Regions from separate parts of the Xenopus laevis genome. Here region 1 is linked to region 2. The links are chromatin contacts, called in public Hi-C maps. All regions are on one chromosome and are shown on one strand. Each heading gives the region's core, a stretch centred on a gene start, on an enhancer-like site or on the middle of the called end of the contact. The rest is flanking DNA. Distances are from core to core; before and after follow the strand shown. Region 1 has its middle 23 kb from the start of foxl2.L. Region 2 overlaps pik3cb.L (phosphatidylinositol 4,5-bisphosphate 3-kinase catalytic subunit beta isoform).

Region 1 (7,095 bases), core at 2,181-4,680, 120 kb before region 2:
ATATAAATATCGCACAGATGAAAAATACATCATATAACATCATTATTATTATTGCAGGTATGGAATCTGTTATCCGGAAAACACCAGGTCCCGAGCATTCTGGATAACAGGTCCCGTACCTGTATTATTATTGTTGTTGTAGTAGTAGTTGTTATTATTATTGTTGTTATTTTACAAGTAATAATAACTATTATTGTAATAAATAAAATATATATTTTAGACTAATTGTGCCATTGTTTTTTTTTTTTTTAACAAAAAAATGTATACTTTTCTGACATTGATTAAGGTCAATTAATCATGCCATGATTCCCTTTTCATTATACAATAGACCTATATAAAATGATGGCAACATTAAAGGCAATATAAAAAGGTTTTTTTAATGCAATTATGTTAAACATAGAAGACGAAAATATATTTAGATATATAGCGTAAGCCAGAGATTTGACTTGAACTAAAAAAAAACTCTTTGGGTTTAATTATTACCATAAACTGAGATCCAGTCATTTTCTGAAATATCTCCATATTAAATGTGTTACAAGATGCTTATTTGAAGTCGTGTACTTTTGTAGTTAAAAAATGGCAAAAAATGCTGACTAATTACAGCATTGCATTGATCAATATATGAATTGGTATTAACTAGAAAATACAGGTATTGGATCTGTTATCCAGAAACCTGTTATCCAGAAATCTCAGAATTATGGAAAGGCCATCTTCCATAGACTCTATTTTAATAAAACAATCCAACATTTAAAAATTGATTTCCTTTTTCTCGGTAATAATAAAACAGTACCTTGTACTTGATCCCATAATTCATCCGTACTGGAAGCAAAATCAACCTATTGGGTTTATTTAATGTTTACATAATTTTTTAGTAGACTTAAGGAATGAGGCTCCAAATTACAGAAAGATCTGTTATCTGGACCCTAGTATTCTGCATAACAAGTTCCTTAGCTGTACTATTGACTTCTCAAAATCTATTCACCTTTTTTAAACAAGGTTTACTTTTAAATTAATTTCACAAGAATTTACTGTATTTGGGAAAAAAAATTATTATATATATATATATATATTCATTATAATGGTCTTGTTGTCGTTGATAAAAATTGAACTTTGCATATGATTAATTAAATATTTTTAATTTAATTGCCAAAGACAAGTGAGTGCAGAACTATACATATATATATATATATATATATATATATATATATCTATATATATATATATATATATATATACATACACACATAGATTATGTTTTTTAGAGTTTTCTTTGACAGTTTAGACAATTAAAACATTAATTCTTACTGAGTAAATATTTCCAGGGTTAATGTTTTCCCTTTGTTTAGAGAATCGAGGCTGCCGCTTCATTGCTTTTCATTTATTTGCTCTCAGTGCTGTAAACTCCGCATTCTCTGAAAACAATATTTTAGATTATTCAGTACGAACCCCTGCTCCATTTTAGAACATTTTATGGCTTTATTAGACAGGCTTCTATTGACTATATTATATTAACACTCTGCCATACATTGATGCTATTTCTGTAAATCAAATTCAGGAGCTCTTCTACTAAACAAGATTTAAAGTTACAAACCAGTGGTTTAACCTCCTTAAAAATAAAAAAGAAAAAGAAATGGTTTTTCGTAAGAACGTGCATCTATGAAAATATTTATTAGTGGAAGAAGTGAAACTTCTTCACATAACTGAATAAACAGAAGGTGTACTTTTTGAGAAGCTTATGAAGAATTTTCATGTCTGTCTTGTTTTTTTGTTTTATTTAGAGTTAGAAAATATAAGTATGGGACCTGTTATCCAGAATGCTCAGGACCTGGCACTTTCTGGGTAATGGGTCTTTTCGTAATTTGATCTTAATACTTACGTTTACTAGAAAATCATGTAAACATTAAATAAACCCAATAGGCTGGTTTTGCTTCCAATAAGGATTAATTATATCTTAGTTTGGATCAAGTACAAGGTACTGTTTTATTATTACAGAGAAAAAGAAAATCATTCTTAAAAATTTGGATTATTTGAATAAAATGTATATTAGAGACGAGCTTCCCGTAATTCGGAACTTTCTGGATAATGCGTTTCTGAAAAACTGATCTTATACCTGTACAATAACAACCTTGAACAAAGGAAGTCACATTCTTAATATTACTGCAGGTACTATAGGTAACGCAATTGAATATTACGGCGAAGTGTTCTATTTTCTGCTTTCAGGTTACACCAAGTATTAGTTGCAGATTAACAGCAGCAAAGATTTCTAGAGAATCATTTATAGACAGATTAATTTAACACATCTCATAATCCCAGCATTAGCCTCCTGACATTTGAACAGGACGTGTCCTTATTAAAAGTTCAATACTATATAGAAGAACTAACACATAGATGTTACTGTCACAGCCTGGTCACCCTGAGTAACACATTCACATACTGTTAAATACTACACCAAACTTTTTCACACATTTTAAAAATTGAACCATCACACAAGACACAAAATATATGTATATGAAAAAAGACGTACAGTATATAAGGTTACAACAAAAATCTGTTCTATTTTCTAAGTATATTTTCCAAAAACTTACTCATTTGCCATTTTTGAAAGGATCAGAATATTGTCAGCTGAATATTTTTTTTTATTATTTTTTATTATTTTTTTAATTCAGCAGAATTAGAGGTTCCTATATTGTGGCACATACATATCAGCTCTTTTTTATCTGCCCATCTCCTGTGTTTCTCCAAGAGCAGCAAAAAGAAATAATAAAATGTATTCCTCGCATTGGGAAATCATCTATTTTGTTTATTTTTGTATATTCACTTGGGAAATAAATATACTGAAAATATGAATGAGTTATAAGTGATGTTTAAAGGATCCTCTCCCCTGCTGGTTCTGCCATACAGGAATTGCCATTCTGGGTGTCAAGGGTTAACAGAGATGAAATATTTTAGATGACAGGGAATAAAAAGCAGCTTTTTACCCGAATCCTGTTAATGGTTTGGCAGCCGGCGTGTGTGTTTGGATTAGGTGTTTACCTCCCTCTCTAACTGAACTTGTCAGAAACTCCCAGTCCATTACCCCCTATGGAGCACGATCTGGACTTTCAGTTCCCTCAGCCAATTAGATTGCTGGCTTGTTGCTCGTATCCCTTTATGTGTTGTCAAAATATCTATTTTTTTAAGGTATATATTTTTCCATGTCATTAAATCCCTTTTAATGTACAGTAGATTATTTTAGATCACATTTAAATTGAATTTCTTTAATTCTGGGGAAAAAAGAAGATTGCCACTGTCCTGTTGCATATTCCCTCATATACCAGGTCCCACCGACTGTTTTCTACTGTTTTAATCCCAGCTGAATGGCTTCTGAAGAGTCTATGGCCTGGGGCACACCTGGCAAAGGGACTGTCTCAGTGCTTTCAGGCAGTGGTTCCGTACATGTCACTGTTCCCCATTCAAAAGAATGGGAAATGCACTGCCTAAGGCAGACACTGTCAGTTGCCCTTCCCGTCACCACCAGTGTCTGCCATAGGCAAATATTTCCCATGTTTATCATATGATAACGATGACAGTCAGGGGAAGGGTGTTTTGACTGCTGCGGTTCTGCCTGACAGTACCGTGATAGCAAAATTGCCAGATGTGCCATAGAACTAAAATTCAACGGTCCTCCTTAGCTCTTTAACCCATTACACACTGTAGATTGTAGAACCGAAGGTGCCGGCAATCCAATTACCAAATTCCAGAGCTGTAGATTCTATGTTTCCATGTACAGATCTATGGAAAACTGCAATCCCACAGCAGTCATGGAAAGGGTTAATACCCCAGAACAGCAGCCTGATGATTTGTTTAAACAATAACAGTGAGGGGGGTGTGATAAGCAAATAAATAAAAGCATCTGATTTTCGCATCCCTTATCCCTTATCTTTTCTTCCCTCGATTTTCATTCTAGCCAGTGAGAAGGCAGGGGAAGGCAGTTCGGGGAGATTGGTCCGAAGAAGAGGAGATTTGTCGCCTCACAAGGAAACTTTGGGTGACTTCAGAAAACGGATCGCTCTGATTGACATCTTGCCGGCAATTTTCATTCTAGCCGGTGGGAAGGCAAGGGAAGGCAGTTCAGGGAGATTAGTCGTCCTGAAGAAGAGGAGATTTGTCGCTGGCAGAATTGCATACATACTGCTTCATTTTCCGAAGTCGCCCACAGTTTCCTCACAAGCAAACTTCGGGCGAACAGAAAAACAAAGCTAAGTATGCTATCCTGCTGGCGATTCACATTCTTGCCAGTGGGAAGGCATTGCAGGGAGATTAGTCACCCGAAGAAGTTCATCATCATCATCATCATCATTTATTTATATAGCGCTGTCAAGATACGCAGTGCTTTTGGGCGACTAATCTCCCCCGAATCTTACTGTGTGCCACCAGCCTACGGAGTCAGAATTAAACACACCCCCTCATGCTACTAGAAAAACTATTAATATTACTAAGTGTAAAACTAGGGCCACATGGGGGCCAAAATTAGTAAACCGAAATCTGCTGTCTGATTTCAGCTCTACCACGAGCAATAGCCCCCTCTCTCTTCCACATTGTTGTGAAAAGACGGCGGATTTCGGCTCAAGGATTGTCGCTGAAGACCACACGAGGTGATTCAGTGTGGAAGAGAGAGAAATCTCTCTGAAATCAGCCAGCGGATTTCGGCTAGCTGATTTAAGCCCCGTGTGGCCCTAGCCTAATTGTTTTTTTTCTTAGAATTATATCAAACTGGAATGGGACCTGTTATAAATAGTTTTTAAAAATGTGAGTCACCATGGCTCAGGTTTTCTGACCTTGTCAAGTTCAAGCCCCAGCCCTCTCTCTCTCTCTCGAGGTGCAACATTTAGGCAGGGCCTCACATAACTCAAAATAAGATTACAGAAATACCCAGCAAGTTGCTTTCCACCTGTATTCATCGGGCACAGTGATTTCAGGCAGTTTTGGATAGCGAAGGCTACAAAGTAGGGGAACAAGCACCTATAATAGACCTTGGCTGTTGGAAACAGATGGGAGTTGTGCAGACGTTGGATATGGGTGATATTTATGCCATCCCACCCTCACAGCAAGCTGTACCAAGTGGCGTAACTACATGTTACTGGGCCCCACTGCAAATTCATTTTAGAGCCCCACCCAATATATCTAGAGGTTGACCTTTATACAAATATATGTTGAAATTGCTCAATATACCTCCTGGGGCCCCCTGCAGCCGCAGGGTCTGCTTCCTCTGTAGTTACACCCCTGCCTGTACCCTATAGATCCATTGATTCTGATGGCCCATGCAGCCTTTTCTGGCCAGGACTCTAATGCAAAATCACATTAACAACATACTCATTTGGTTTATACTTTTAAAATGAATCCATTAGTTTATATTATTAATGTATTATTTTAAAGGGCAAGTAGCATCCTGATCAATATATTATTAATAAGAAGACCTACCCATTGCATAAAACTATTCCTTGTAGCTCAGGTATGAAAAGTAATCAGGAGGCCTCATGTCTGTAGGCAGGTACATTGCTGCTCTATGGAATGAAAGTATTACAGCACTTTTGTCCGGCTCCCCAGCAATAGACGAACTCCCGGACACCTGCAGAATTTCAGATTCTCTAAGCAATGGCAATAAGCAGGGGGTTTCCAATTCTGCTCATATAATAACAATACAATACAGGAAAAACTTTTGCAGGCCCCAAATTATGTCTGTTTGATTTGCAGATCCACATAAACATAATTACTACTTACGTTTTTTTGCTGGCAAGTCCAAAACAATGTTGCAACTGTAATAGAAACCAGCAGACAGGCTGCCCTCTAGTGAGCGATGTGAAACACTGCATGCTCTTTCTGCCAAGCAACAGGACAATAACAGGAAAGTGCAACAATAAAAAATATTCTTCATTAGGTTTCATTAGGTTCTTTTGCACCTGAGTAAGGGAGGTAGGAGCCCCTTGAAATGTTGTACACCTGATGCACTTTATACACATTAGTTTAAAGCTATAACATATGTTAATGGAAGGGTTTGGAACCCCAGTGGAAATTTACAACTATTTAATTGTAAGCAAGGTGAAAACTCCCGGTACTGCACTATATTCAGTTTGTATTTTAAAATTAAACAATAGTTTGCTTAATGTTACATTATTACTTGGCATTAAATGGGTTGTTCACATTTAAATTAGCTTTTAGTATGATGTAGAGAGTGATATTCAGAGACAATTTGCAATCAGTTTTAATTTTTTTATTATTTGTGGTTTTTGGGTTATTTAGTTTTATATTCAGCGGCTCTCAAGTCTTCATTACTAGGGTCCAAGTTACCCTACGAGATGGCCTGAATTTGAAAAAAATGGCTTACAGAGCATTTAGATAGGGTCAGTGACCCCCATTTCAAAGCTGGAAAGAGTCAGAAGAGGAAAACTATAAAAAAAAAAGAAACAATGAAGGCCAATTGAAAAGTCGCTTAGAATTAGCCATTCTATAACATACTAAAAGTTAATTTAAAGGCGAACCACCCCTTTAATATGGGCATGTACAATGTGACCCTTGTCTGCTGTGATCTAACTGCTGATAGGCTGGAATGGTTTACTGGACTTTGATCATTATTATCCCATGTGTACCAAATATCAACTAATTCTCTTGAACTATGTTCAGGTCTGTAGCTTAATGCATAGAACATAAGAAAGTTACATAGCGCACATCCTTATTCGTTGAGATATAAGCCCCTGATGCCAGAGCACAGGCCCCAACAACCCCACTGCTGATGTTAGATCCCAAATAACAAGGGGGCAGACCATAGGATGCAAGGAAGGTATGAGGCTGCTATATGTGGGCTGCCTTGTGCAATAAACTGAATTAGGGCTGAAGCAGCTTTCATTAAGGTCTGATAAATAATTTTTGAATATGTTATAGCACAACTGAAATCCCTAGACTTACAAAATCTTTGTATGTGACTATCTTTGTATGTGACTATTTGCTTTATTTTGGCTCCATTTATAGGACCTGTTTGTCCTTATTGTAATTTTGCACAGCAGAGACGTTATAAATAACCGCATTGCCCACCCTTTACTCCCCCCCCCCCCCGCACCT
Region 2 (6,864 bases), core at 4,330-6,829:
GATGAGCATATCACAGAGGAATGTGTCATCAGCCGTAATGTCTTCATTAATTAAGGTGAATTTATTCAGTAGCTTCCTTCTTTTGTTATTGTTGGCTAAATCTATACAGTGGAAACCCTGTAAATCTTGCTATGAGGCCTTAAAGATGTATTTCACCTTAAAACACATTTAAGTAGGGTGAAGACTAACTGCAGTCCTCATATCTTGATCGCAGTCTTCACGTTTTATTTGTAGTTAAAAATAAAAGTGCAAAAACTGCAGTCCTCATATATTGATCGCAGTCTTCATGTTTTATTTGTAGTTAAAAATAAAAGTGCAAAGAGACAAGGGATCTTTTCTAAGTGCAGGTTATAGTTCCACATATCTCCGCATACAACGTTACACTCACAGGATAAAAAAAAATAGTAATCGCATATAAGTTTCTTAATTGTTCGTATATTTCGCTCTCTGTCCCACTCCGTGTGTTCATTGCTCAGAACCAGTCCCGTGCCGGCAATCAGTCCCTCTATAGTCTGGATTTCGAGTTCTCTCAATTCTTGTAGTAGTTTCAGATATACGGACTCCTCACTCTTTATCCAACGCGTTTCACAGCTCCGATCCGCTTTCTCAAGGACTTCCTCGTTTTATATGTGGTGTTGGAATTATTATGGAAACTCATCTGCAGTTGCATGTGGTTTTTATTTCTTAAAATATACTCCCTCTTTCCAGATGAACTTGAAGAAATGCTAAACCCTATGGGAACAGTGCGAACCAATCCTTACACTGAGAATGCTACAACTATACATATAAAGTTTCACGACTACTCCAAAGAACCCATTTCTTATCCACCATTTGATAAGGTGAGCTAATTTAGGTTCTGTAACCTTCTCAGAACCAAACTTCTCTGTGTCTTATGCACTTCAGTCTGTGCCTCTTTTACTGCTCTTGCAAAGGAAACTGCTTGGAGCTGGTGACTCGTTTATAAATACACCCAAATGTCTTGCCCAGTTTTTAACTTTTAGGGTCAGGGCACACCGGCAGATTCAGGGAGATTAGTCGCGCGGTGACAAATCTCCTGTTCTTCGGGGCGACTAATCTCTGCCTGTGTGCCCAGTCCAGGATTTTGTTGCCAGATTTGGCCGCATTCCCACCACTTCTTGCAGTACCGAGATTGAACTCGAAACTGAATCTAGTAGCGACATGAAATTTAAATATGCAAATGAGGGTTCTGATTTGGTTCTGCATTCGGTTGACTCTTGTAAAAGGGACAGTGTTTGTCCAAATTTGAAAATAACTGTTTTGGTACATCCATGACTGTAGAAGAAGAGAGTACCTGCACACTCCTAATGCTCTGTAATATTTCTTGGAGAGTGCATAAAGAGGACTTATGTGACAAACTTAGGTTGTAATGCGTTTTTAAAGGGATCCTGTCATCGGAAAACATGTTTTTTTCCAAACGCATCAGTTAATAGTGCTACTCCAGCAGAATTCTGCACTGAAATCCTTTTCTCAAAAGAGCAAACAGATTTTTTTTTATATTCAATTTTGAAATCTGACATGGGGCTAGACATTTTTCAATTTCCCAGCTGCCCCATGTGACTTGTGCCTGAACTTTAGGAGAGAAATGCTTTCTGGCAGGCTGCTGTTTTTACTTCTCAATGTAACTGAATGTGTCTCAGTGAGACGTGGGTTTTTACTATTGAGTGTTGTTCTTAGATCTACCAGGCAGCTGTTATCTTGTGTTAGGGAGCTGCTATCTGGTTACCTTCCCATGGTTCTCTTGTTTGGCTGCTGGGGGGGAAAAGGGAGGGGTGATATCACTCCAACTTGCAGTAAAGAGTGATTGAAGTTTATCAGAGCACAAGTCACATGACTTGGGGCAGCTGGGAAATTGACACTATGTCTAGCCCCATTTCAAAATTGAATATAAAAAAATCTGTTTGCTCTTTTGAGAAATGGATTTCAGTGCAGAATTCTGCTGGATCAGCACTATTAACTGCTTCATTTTGAAAAAAATGTTTTTTCCCCATGACAGTATCCCTTTAAACAGTAGGCCCCAAGGGATTGAAATGAAATTGGGATAAATTAACAGAATTGCTATGGAGAATGAACATCAGTCAATCCCAAGCATGTAATAAAGCAAACGAATAGTTAAAAAGTTAACGGGTTAACAAGTGTTTAACACAATGGGTGGGTCTGAGCAAATACTGAGTTGTGGCTCACACTTTATACAATGATGTCATGTATTGTGTCCAAACGTAAGTGCACAGTTGGTACAGTAGATACTTACCATTAATATGTGTTTTCCACAGATACTTGAAAAAGCTGCTGAAATTGCACGGAACAGTGACAGCCTGTCTACGACGGTAAGTTCTCCGGGGCAAGCCACAATCCATAAACTCTGCTCAGCTGTAGGAGATCAATGTGTAGTAAGCCTACTCAAAGCTGGAAACATAAAAGCAATTAAGTCATTCTGTGGCAACTCCCTAACCAGGCACATCCAGGTACTTAGAAAACCCTTATAGCTATTAACCTAGACCGAGACCACTGTTTAAATTTGTGCATTTGTTTCAGCATGAGCTGAATAGTGTGATACATGGCAGTGTAGGGCAGGGTTTTCATTTTCTTAAAGTGCATCTTTCTATCTATCTGTCATGGGCTGGTGGTGTGACATGTATTTACTAAAAATAATTCTCATTCTCTCTTTAGCCTCTATGTGTTTTATCCATGTTTATTACATGTGGGTGCCCATGTTTACAGGGATGCAGATTATTGTGTAAGTGCCTGGAGGCACCAGAGCAGAGTTAGGTCAGGCTTTATTAGTTGGCTATGAGTCATTGCAGCATGCCTTCATCAGAACAATTTACTATGCAGGATGAGAAACAGCATCATGTGCCATTAGCCCAAAGCGATCCAAAACAGCCCCACTTCAGCATCTGTTAAGCTGGCCATAGACGAAAAGTTCCGATTTTTGGACCGTGTGTGGAGAGTCACAACATTTTTCGTCCGGTGGAGATCGGTCGTTTGGTTGATCGGACAGGTTAAGAAATTTCTGTCGGCTGCCGATAATATCTCTGCGTGTATTGTCGATTGTACGATTTTCAGTGGGAGACACCAGCTTTGTCAGACATAACTTTCGTACGATTGCTGTAGGGGCAGAACATCGGCTGATCTGTTCTTTTACTAATTTATTTGATCAGAATGGTTAGTGGCAGGTTGGGAGATGGGGAAGTCCGATCGTTCAAGGATTCAAACGATCAGATCTTTGCATCTATGGCCAACTTTACTTTGTCTTCATGCAATATTTCGGAGTCTGAGTTTGAATGATAGTTAGGTCCAAATCTCTTTCGCATTGAAGATGTATAAGAGCTCCTTCTCGACCTTTAGGATTTCTGCCAAAATCAGCTATTTGGTTAGATTTTGTTTGTGCTGGAGTCAGTTATTTGAGTGAGCTCTAACAAATCTACTAGAAAATGCCCCCCCCCCCAGAGATATATTGAATCTAACTATAAATCAAAATCTGACACCCAACTCTTGGAAGAAGACAGAATGAAGAAAAAATTATGCTGCGTGTGAAGTTGTGATGGTTCCCCTTTAACTCAGTCAGCTGTTTGATAGTTGTTGACTCGTTATGGATTAATGATAAACAATGTGGAACACACAGAGGGAATCAGTTGTTTGCAGCAGTTAGGTTATTTACATGAAAATGAAAACACAATGAAATCTTTATAATAAAAAAAAAAGTAACTGTTATGGATAGACTAATTCAATTTATTCTTTAACTTCACCCAACAATTCTGAGTATTTTTATTGTGATGACAGTTGCCTTTTCACAAGCCTTTTCACCTGCCATGAAAGCACAACGAGCAATAATTTGCACTGCTGTCTCTCTGGGCTTGCTCTTAAATAGTCCACTGTTTAATGGTAAACTAGAAAGTTAATTATTAATTGCTGCCCTGGGGCAAGTTTTACTCTACAGAGGCTAGGAAGCTTTCATTGACGGCTGTATTTTGGAGGCTTGGGTTAGAGATTAGCCCTTTATAGGATACCGATATCAGTATAAAATGTGTTGTTTGTAAAAATAATAATTACATGGAAGGATCCCTCAGTAAGCACAGAGTTATCTACTATCTGTTCTACTTCTACTGTCTTGTCTGTTTGTACTACTAAGCTGGGCTGGTATAGCAGCATAAAATCATAAATTAGGGATGCACCGAATCCAGGATTTGGCCTTTTTCAGCAGGATGCGGCCAAATCCTTCTGCCTGCCAAACCGAATCTGAATCCTAATTTGCATATGCAAATTAGGGGCAGAGAGGGGAATCGTATGACTTTTTGTTACAAAACAAGGAAGTAAAAGATGTTTTCCCCTTCCCACCCCTAATTTGCATACGCAAACTAGGATTCGGATTCAACTCGGTATTCGGTGGAATCTTTGGCGAAGGATTCGGGGGTTCGTCCGAATCCAAAATAGTGCATGCCTATCATGAATATACCAATTTGCCTGAATACATGATCACGTACATAGATAATTCAATAGAATTATAGATATTGCATAAATAATGCAATACAATTATATATCTATGATTGTCATTGTGTATTGTTGCACAAGCTAAATCAATATTATGCCTTTAAATGTACAAGAAATGACTACTGTACTGAACAACCTGATATTACAGTTACAGTCTGGCGTGTTGGGAAATCTGTTCAGCAAATACTTGACTTAGCAGCCAGTCATAATACCGCATGTGTATGCCAAGGACAGTTGTTTTAACAGGACACTGGACTGTGGCCTCCTAGGTATAGTTTGATTTCTCTGGCAGTTTCTTACCAACTTCAACACACACTTTGTCCCCAAAAATAATATTGTGTGTCCTGGTATACTTTACTTGCAGCTTTGTTCCGCATCTTGGGCATGTAGGATGAGGGAATGTGTGAAGCTAAGTGTAGATGTCAATGGGATGATATTGTCCTTTCTCAAAGGAATTTTCTTATCTGCCTGATAAGACAGCTGAATTTTGGCCAGATATAGATCGGCAACTTTTATTGGCCCATGTATGGGCATACTTCATTACAGTGCAGTTTCCTTGTTCTCTTTCCTGTTTTCTATCTTTCTGTTCAATTTTTTCCTTCTTTCCTTTCTTTGTTGTCTCCTTTTACAGTCTACCCCCTAAATATTAGGGATGCACCAAATTGACTATTTTAGGATTCATCTGAATCCAGAATCCTTTGTGAAAGATCCGTCCGAATACTGAACTGAATCCAAACCCTAATTTGCATATGTAAATTAGGGTAATACGGGGGGGGGAGAGAACCGTGCGCACATCGAGTGGCTAAGAAGTTTTTGTCTTTCTGTGACGAAAAGTCATGTGATGATTCGGTTCAGCCAGAAACTTGGATTCGGCCAATCCCAAACTAAATCCTGGATTCAGTGCATCCTTACTAAATATATAGAAATGTACGTACGGACCCATACACATATTTATGGAGTGCTGCAGCAAGTAGTATAGAGAGAGAGATATCCTGTTCCTGACAGATATTGGTGTTGCTCCTGGGAACATTGCAGTAGGGAAGCACCTAGGTGCACCGAGGGGAGTGGTTGGCTAGGTCCGTCACACCTCTTGTGTGCCACACAATTGTGCCCCAGGAGATTCAGTGATCAGGATATTCAGGCCCAAAAAGTCAATAGAATCTATGAGAAAGTCCCTGCATTGTACTGTCCTTCTACACCACCCTACACACCAGGGCTTTAGAGAGTTGCATGTAGCCAGACTTCCATAGCAAAAGTCTATAGATGCAGGCAGTCCAATGGCACCTGTGCTTTAGAGTACTTTACATGCACTTGCCAAGTTTCCGTGTATTTTAAGATACCTGTAACACCTTCTGCTCTGCCCCAGTATTATTCACTTGTTGCCAAATTGATTAAGTCTCCAGTTTCCCTGATGCAAAAAAAAATATCAGTGGGTCATAAAATGTGCCCTCCGTGTCACCATTTCAGATTTTGCTGATGCAGAGGAAACACTACCCTTCCTAAAGTTATTACAGACTTATGCCTATAAGTGCAGGAAAAGAGATCTGTCTTTATTTCTGCAACTTCCTGACTTAATGGAGATTGTCTAATAGGGTAACACTGCCCCCTCATGGTAATTCTGGGGAAAAGACTTTAAAGAGATACTGACACTAGAAATTAAACTATTTTACATCTATCATAATATTGGCTTTGAAAGCTACTTATAACTTTGCCATAAAGTATTTGCACACTCCTTTTACATTACCTGTCTGATGCCCCATGTTCCTGTATGAGGGGGCTGCCATATTTGTGCAGCAGGAGTCCGTTAGCATTAGAAAATTTAACTTTGCCAACAGTCAGGTTGGCAAAACAGTCAGGTTTAGAAACTTCAACTACGGTAACAATTACTTACAAAAACAAACCTCTCAGAAAAAAAAACATCAACATTACCTATAGGTAACTTTTAATGTACATTCATATTTTAAAAAGTATTTTTTTAGTGTCAGTATAACTTTAAATTGGAATGACCAAGTCCAAAACAATTTGGAATATATATGGCCTAATTCTATTTTCAAAACTCATTTATATATTACATTGTTGTTGTGCCTACCCAGGTTCTTGGCTACTCCAGAAGCATCCTCACCATAATAAAAGTGCAGTGTGTTTCCTCCACTGGCAGCAGAGAATAGGTTGCTCTGAGCATTTTCATTCAGAAAGTGCAAAAACAAGCTGCTTCTGGCCAAAATAAGCCCTGTGTGCTCAGTGACCAGTGACTCTTTGACACTGCCATTACTGTGACTTTGTATACAGGACAGATTGTAGGCTGCACTGTGTTTGTACGCGATAATACTGTATTTAATGGGAGTTTAATGGGAC

The links. A called contact is a pair of places that touch in the nucleus more often than the background predicts.
Region 1: a contact with region 2 is called in a Hi-C map of the XTC cell line, with 6 times the contacts expected there. The contact joins two enhancer-like sites. A contact is called at or near these places in 2 of 4 Hi-C or Micro-C datasets (the XTC cell line and animal cap).

Annotation. Positions count from the first base shown.
Region 1 is chr5L:137,905,211-137,912,305 of Xenopus_laevis_v10.1, reverse strand. No RefSeq gene overlaps it. Among protein-coding and RNA genes, the nearest start is that of foxl2.L, 23 kb to the left of the region's middle. Within about 2 kb of position 3,430, at least 1 of the 7 cell types and tissues checked has an H3K27ac peak or open chromatin away from gene starts, as enhancers often do.
Region 2 is chr5L:137,783,241-137,790,104 of Xenopus_laevis_v10.1, reverse strand. It overlaps pik3cb.L (phosphatidylinositol 4,5-bisphosphate 3-kinase catalytic subunit beta isoform), which reads left to right. Exons shown (of 25, transcript XM_018263924.2): 12 at 709-839; 13 at 2,292-2,345. Among protein-coding and RNA genes, the nearest start is that of LOC121393826, 28 kb to the right of the region's middle. Within about 2 kb of position 5,579, at least 1 of the 7 cell types and tissues checked has an H3K27ac peak or open chromatin away from gene starts, as enhancers often do.